2 separate regions of the Zea mays genome follow, and region 1 is linked to region 2. A link is a contact called in public Hi-C data. All regions are on one chromosome and are shown on one strand. The core of a region is the stretch at or near the end of the contact, and the rest is flanking DNA. Distances in the headings are between cores, read along the strand shown. Region 1 holds the start of LOC100276374 (COMPASS-like H3K4 histone methylase component WDR5A). Region 2 holds the start of LOC100274767.

What was found. A called contact is a pair of places that touch in the nucleus more often than the background predicts.
Region 1: a contact with region 2 is called in a Hi-C map of ear, with 2.6 times the contacts expected there. The contact joins the promoter of LOC100276374 here to the promoter of LOC100274767 in region 2. A contact is called at or near these places in 3 of 25 Hi-C or Micro-C datasets (ear, leaf and tassel).

The regions. Positions count from the first base shown.
Region 1 is chr1:277,520,293-277,523,796 of Zm-B73-REFERENCE-NAM-5.0, reverse strand. It overlaps LOC100276374 (COMPASS-like H3K4 histone methylase component WDR5A), which reads left to right and starts at 1,289. Exons shown (of 2, transcript NM_001150180.1): 1 at 1,289-2,033. The coding sequence starts at 1,371.
Region 2 is chr1:277,374,334-277,377,717 of Zm-B73-REFERENCE-NAM-5.0, reverse strand. LOC100274767 reads right to left here and starts at 1,267. Exons shown (of 1, transcript NM_001149055.1): 1 at 731-1,267. The coding sequence starts at 1,216. The coding sequence ends at 917. LOC103645590 (FIP1[V]-like protein) reads right to left here. Exons shown (of 9, transcript XM_020546910.3): 9 at 2,209-3,384. The coding sequence ends at 3,036.

The sequences.
Region 1 (3,504 bases), core at 40-2,539, 150 kb before region 2:
AGGTGCGCGCCACGTCAGCGTGCCCGTTGGAGTTTGGAGCTGTTGACCGTTGGAACCCTTTGTCCTTTTGCTGCACCGAACAGTTCGATCCCACACCGGACATGTCCGGTGACCTCTGACTTCTGCGCGACACTGTTCATTACTGTTCCCTTTTGCAGTCGACTGTTGGCGCGCAGTGACCGTTGCTTTGCTGGCTCACCGGATAGTCCGGTGAATTATAGCGGAGCGTGCCCAGCGAATTCCCGAGAGTGGCCTGTTCGTTTGGTCGAGGGCCTGGTGCACCGGACAGTGTACGGTGCGCCACATGTCAGCACACTCTCATGTCTTGCTCCAAATTTTGATTGTGTCCCCAACTGAATTTCTTTCTTGTTTATGTTGAACCTTATGCACTTGAGATAATTAACATCTAGACAAACTAGTTAGTCCACATGGTCAGTGTTGGTCGTCAACCACCAAAATTAATTATAGGAAATTATTAGGTCCATTTCTCTTTCATTTATAATTAAAAAAATCAAAGGACACGAAGCTAATGGATGGTTGACACCTCATCTCCATGATTAAGCATGCGACTAACTAAAATGGAGTGGATGATTTCATGACTATAAGCGGATGACTAAATAAACATGAGCTTTTTTCGTGCCTATAAATGAGCTATTTCGTGTCTTCGTAAACGGGTTGTGCTTGTGCCCGCCTGTGGGCTACGATCTTGGCCCAAAATATGGTCCGATACATAATTTTCGAGCCGGTCTGGTCTAAATTTATTTTGGACTGTGTCGTGTTTTTTTGTGCTCCAAATTAGCTCACGAGACCCGACCCAAATGTACATTCTTGGTATCTACCAAGAGGATGTAAGACAATATACTACAATTACCTGAACATCTGCAAAAATCCGTGTGATAATACTCTGATAGAACGACTTCGTATGTATACTTTACGGTGCCAGGACTTATATCCCGCTTCACTTGCCATCTCTTCTCTGGTGTCAATCTTACGAAAGCGAGTTTATGAGGGTATTTTGTTTTATTTTATGACTGTGTTTATTTTTAAATCAAGCAAGTGCTTTTTTCAAACGTCTTGTATCTTTTTCTTTGAATCTCAAACCTTTTGTAACAGATCACTTCAACTCTATATACCAGGTTTGAAAAATCAACAAAATATTATTATAAAAAAGCTTGGATCCAATTCATTTTGTAAGCCCAAACTCTATCGTGTGACCTCAGATCTAATGGGCCAAATAAACTGAAAAGCCCATTCCTCAACTAAAACTCCGAAAGCAGAAATCATTCACGCATCGGTCCACCGAGCCACACCACACCACCGTCTCGCGGAGAAACTCCTCCAAAACCCCCAAACCCTTTCAATCGGCGGCAATGGCGGCGCCGGTGGCCGACGATGCCTCGGCATCCCCAGGCTACGTCCTCCGCTCCACACTTGAGGGGCACCGCCGCGCCGTATCAACAGTTAAGTTCTCCCCGGATGGCCGCCTTCTCGCCTCCGCCTCCGCCGACAAGCTTCTTCGCGTGTGGTCTTCCTCCGATCTCACCCCCGTTGCGGAGCTCGAGGGCCATGGAGAGGGTGTCTCAGACCTCTCTTTCTCCCCCGACGGCCGCCTCCTTGCCTCCGCCTCCGATGATCGCACCGTCCGCATCTGGGACCTCGCCGTCGGCGGAGGGGCCCGCCTCGTCAAGACGCTCACGGGCCACACCAACTACGCCTTCTGCGTCTCCTTCAGCCCCCATGGCAACGTCCTCGCCTCCGGGTCCTTTGACGAGACGGTGCGCGTGTGGGAGGTCAGGTCCGGTAAGTGCCTCCGCGTGCTGCCGGCCCATTCTGAACCCGTCACCGCCGTGGACTTCGATCGCGAGGGCGACATGATTGTGTCAGGGAGCTACGACGGGCTCTGCCGCGTCTGGGACTCGGCCACCGGTCACTGCGTCAAAACCCTCATCGACGACGAGAGCCCACCAGTGTCCTTTGCCAAGTTCTCCCCCAATGGCAAGTTTATCCTCGCGGCAACGCTTGACAGCACCTTGGTGAGTTGTGCAAAGTCGATTGCTCTTAATTTTTTTCTTCATTTTAGTGTTGCCATATTGTTCCGGGTTGCTGCATATGTGAAAAACTAGTTGCAATTTTGTTATTATGGGATATGGTCGTTCAACCGTGTAGTGTGGTTGTGGAACTTCAGCATTAGTGGTTGTTGTCATAGACTGGGGTACCCAATATTTGTACACCCTAAGTGTCAAGAGAATATTTGTAGATCTGAAGTGGCAGGAGGGACGGAGTACCTTGAGGAGAAGGGGAAGTATAAGCCTGGATGTTTGGAGCAAGCAGGATAATCTACTGTGGCATGTTCTAAAGGGATTCTTAGTATCCAGTTTTAAATTGTCAGTGCTGACTTGCCTTTGGTCATGGTTATATGATCATAAGCTTTCCGTTTGCAATGTTTTCAAGTCGTCTAGTCAAACCTAGTCGTACAGGTACTGACCAGTCGATTAGTCGCGATTAGTCGTCGACCAGGTCGACTAATCGACCCTAGTCGAGTTGAACGTCCATATGTTTCTGGACACACGCACGCACGCACACACACACGCACACATCAAGATGACAAGATGGTGAATTACTTTTGTGTTTGTTGCTGTCCATAACTTGCCTGGACGGCTGTTTAGTCTCAAGTCTCAACCCTAGAAAGCCCACAAAGCAATGACCCAGTTACAACCCAATTGCAAAAGCCCATCAACAAAGACAGGTCTAAATTAGTCGTCCTATACTAAATTGGACGACTAGTCGACGACTAGTCGGACGACCAGCATTCTAGTCGGTACCAGTCCACCGATTATTCTGACTAATCGCGATTAATCGGACGACTTGAAAACATCGCGTTTGCTGCCATAAGCCTTACACCCTAGACAATTTTTACCATAGCTAGCAACCTGAGGTTAAAGTTCTGTTATGTTAGTGTTACATCTGGCCCAGGGGTGCGATATTTGGGGAACCTCCTTTTTGGTGGTTCTGAGGTAGCCTGACCTTAATTAGGTGTTATGGGAGTGTAAGTTGCTTCATTGATCCCTTAGGCAACCTCATGATCCTGTATAGAGTATAGACAGAAAATTTAATTACATGGTGATTGAACTATCGTGGATGCAGTCCAACAAAGTATTTTTTTGCGGGAAGAGTTAATGGGCCCCTAAACTAGTATGTTACAGCCCGAGCATGCTAGCATGATAGCAGTAATCAACTGTAAGATTTTGCAGTAGTGCACATGTGGGTGTTCTGCATATTGTGTAGCTCCTAATAATTTGAAACTCTGTCCATCCTAAGATAATGGGATAAATACCTTCTCGTTTTATTTTGTGCATGTTTACCCTACACATAATGATGATATATGCGATAGGCTAGGGGTAGCACCAATTGAAGAAAAGCTTGTCCAACATCAGTTGAGATGGTTTGGTCAATGTTCAACGAAGACCTTTAGAGGCTCCAATACGCAGTGGGACACACTAACCA
Region 2 (3,384 bases), core at 18-2,517:
AGAAAATGATGGGGAGACTGGAGAGGGTTTTCAAAAAGTGGGAGGAACTATTAGGCCCGGGCAAAAAGAATCGGAACCGAGGAACCGAACCGAAATAACGGAGAACTGAAACCGAACTAACCGAACCAAAGGAACCGTTATGAAATTCGGTTCTGGTTTTTTGAGAACCGAAATAAATAAGTTATTTTCGGTTATGCACTCCAAAGAACCGAAAAAACAGAAAGAACCGAAAGAACCGAAAGTACCAGATTCAATTTGTTACATGTGTTTGTAACTTCGGATGTTGTTTTATCGACTTATGTTGAACCTCTAATCATCCATGTATTATCTATGAAATTCTGGGCATTGTGCACTTGTGGTTGTTTGTGAGGAGATGTTGAAATTTCTCATAAAAGTTGTCGTTATTTAGAATTTTAGAGTGGCTGTTACAGTTCGGTTAAAACCGGAGAACCGAATCGAAGAACCGAGAACCGAACTAGTCGATTCTAGTTTTTTTTCTTACTATTTCGGTTCTAGTTTTTGAAGAACCGAATTTCTACCAGAATCGAGGAACCGAACCGAAGAACCGAATTTCTACCAGAATCGAGGAACCGAACCGAAGAACCGAACGCCCAGTCCTAGGAACTATTATGAGTACTGGACGACTATTTTGCAAACTGTATATGAACCGTTGGATACCAGATTGATGACCAGTATTTCGTTTGTGCATTTGTGCACCTGTACAGACTTATGCTCCAAACTAAAATATATATAACATATTTGAGCGGATGTGACGATTACAAATGTACAAAAATCTAAAGCAAAAGGATGGATTTTGATACACGGAGGAAGATATACAGGACGGCTGTTTAGAGGAGAGGTCGCTTCGATTCAGCGGCACGCTCGCGTCTCTCCGTTCCCCATGATGGATGGATGCTCATGAAGACCAGCAGCTGAGGCGCAGCGCCTCCTCGAACTTGCTTTCCAGCTCCTTATCAGCGTCGGCCGGCGCCGATGACTTGATCTCCTCGCCGGCGTCGCGCTCGTGCAGTGTCGCCTCCCCCTCCGGCCGCCACTGCAACAAAGCGGGTGAGAGCACGCTGCTCACGCTCATCCTCCTCCAGAAGCCACCGGGGGCAGCCGCCTCCCTGCGCGGCGGCGGCGGCGGCGTCCCCACCTCCGTCGGCCTGTGGAGCTGGTGGTAGCTCAGGAACAGCATCGACGCGCTCGGGGCCATCGCCACTCTGATGAATCTCTGGTTCGCTGGTGTGCTCGCTATAAACGAATTGCCGGTTCCGGGCTCGCGTGTGCCAGGAAATTTATAGACGCGGGTTGGATTGGAAGGTGATCCGGTTGCCAAAACGAGGGATGGATGACGACCGGTTACGGTGGGTGGTGTACCGGTGTGCCGAGGTTTTGGGGGGGAAACCAGTGGGCTGTCTTGATTACTCTTGGGGACGCTTTTGGAAATGGGAGCCTGAGCTCGTGTCCGGTGCGTGCCAACCCGTGGGAGGAGACCGGGTGCGCAGGCGCCAGTTTTGCTGTTGTCACCGAGGATATATCGCTGAAAAATGGAAACGTATTGGACCATGTCCATGTGATGTGGGAGTCTAAGCTTAGTAGGACTGTAGGAGTAGGATTATATATATATAATTGAGTAAGCAGGCAACAGGGCGAACAGTTTGTTACTAGCAATCACGCTGTCATTTCTCTGGAAAAAAATTGCTTTGCCGCGTGAGGCCATGAATCCCGTGCCGGCACACGCTGCCTTGGTACGGGCACCTATTTTTGGGGTGATCCTCGCGGTCCCCCCGCCGTGGGCTAGCTTCAACCACGCGGCGGGCCTAGGCAGGCACGTTGCCCACACGGACACAGGCCACTTGAACACACGACGATGAATACGAATGGGTTGGAAGCCATCAAGGAAAAGGAAACGACAGACGCGCCGGATCACTCGCCAAATCGCGGTGGGTGGAGCGGGGTGAACAGAGGTGCTCCGCCCCATGTTAGATCAGCGCCCGCCCGCCGCCCGGACTGCGAATACGTACGTACGAACACCTGGACCAGCGGACTGTGGCTATGTTATGCCGATTGCCAAAGCTTCTGTTGGGATGTTTACCTGGTGTGCACATTTCTGGGTGTCGGGAACAGGCTGACTCGCCACGTATCATCACAACTCGTGGGCGTGCGGGTAACTTCTCAAACAGGAGTACAGGACAGATACGCAAGTAATCTGAAATGCTAAATTTCAATAAATTTAGATAATGCCATTCAAAACTCTATGGTTAGCAAAATTCTACACGAACCAGTTACATACACCGCAAACCTACAACAAGCAAACAATCATGTTATTTCTACCTAACACTCTCTACAGGTACATATATATGTATTGCTCGACCCAAAAAGTGCACCGTGGAGCTCTACACACTAGTCTTAGACACCTTACTCCGGTAGATCATGCACGACATTTATACGTTTATCAGAATGTACATGACTAACATAGTATTAAGCATACAAATTTGTGATTATGTCAGTTCTGAAATCTCTAGCCCCTGGTTTCTATCACCTATTGGTGGTTCCTAAAACAGCATCATCATCACGTGCCAAACATTCAACCATCACATCTTGCAAGTATCTCCCACCAACACAAGATTGTTACAAGACCCGGTGCTTCAGGCCACCAGAACTTCAAACAAAAGAACCTTGCAGCAGGGGCACTCCAGCTTCATCAAAATGTAGTTCATGCCGAACCCAGATATTCAACTGGGAAACTCCGAGGCCACTGCTTCCCATAACAGCCTCGGAACTTACCCGGAGTACAGTGGCTCCTGTGCCACATTGAGGTCACCAGAATCATAGTGGGAAAATGGATGGGGTTTTAGTACAGTATCCAGTTCCCAGCCACACAAAAAAAAACTAAGTTTACAGGTACATGTGTATGCTAGACAGTAAAACCATACATCAATTCAACTTTCAACTGTACGAGGAAAAACGTGGCAAAGCGCAAGCATCTGCCATGAAATCTGCTGAAAAGTGGAAACGTTATGCTAGTTCAACTAACTCCCAGTCCATCTCCGCTTCCGAGCTGGCCGCTCAGGCTTCACTTCCATATCAGCAGCAGTAGATTCATTTTGGGGAGGCTGCACTTCGGTATCCACCTTTTTGCTTTGAGGCGTATCCTTCTCGCCAGGCATGGGAAGTTTGAAACGCTCACTTCGTCTCTTGAGCCTCTCAACTGTGTCTAGATGTCGGTCACTCTTATCAGATGTTTGCCCAGTATCAACATTGCTATTGATGTCTGAATTGCCAACTGCAGCAGAAACTTCAGATTTACCCACCTCATCGGCTTCAACATCAGCTTTGATGGTCGGAAATGTCTCTGTATTATCATCATCGATATTACTA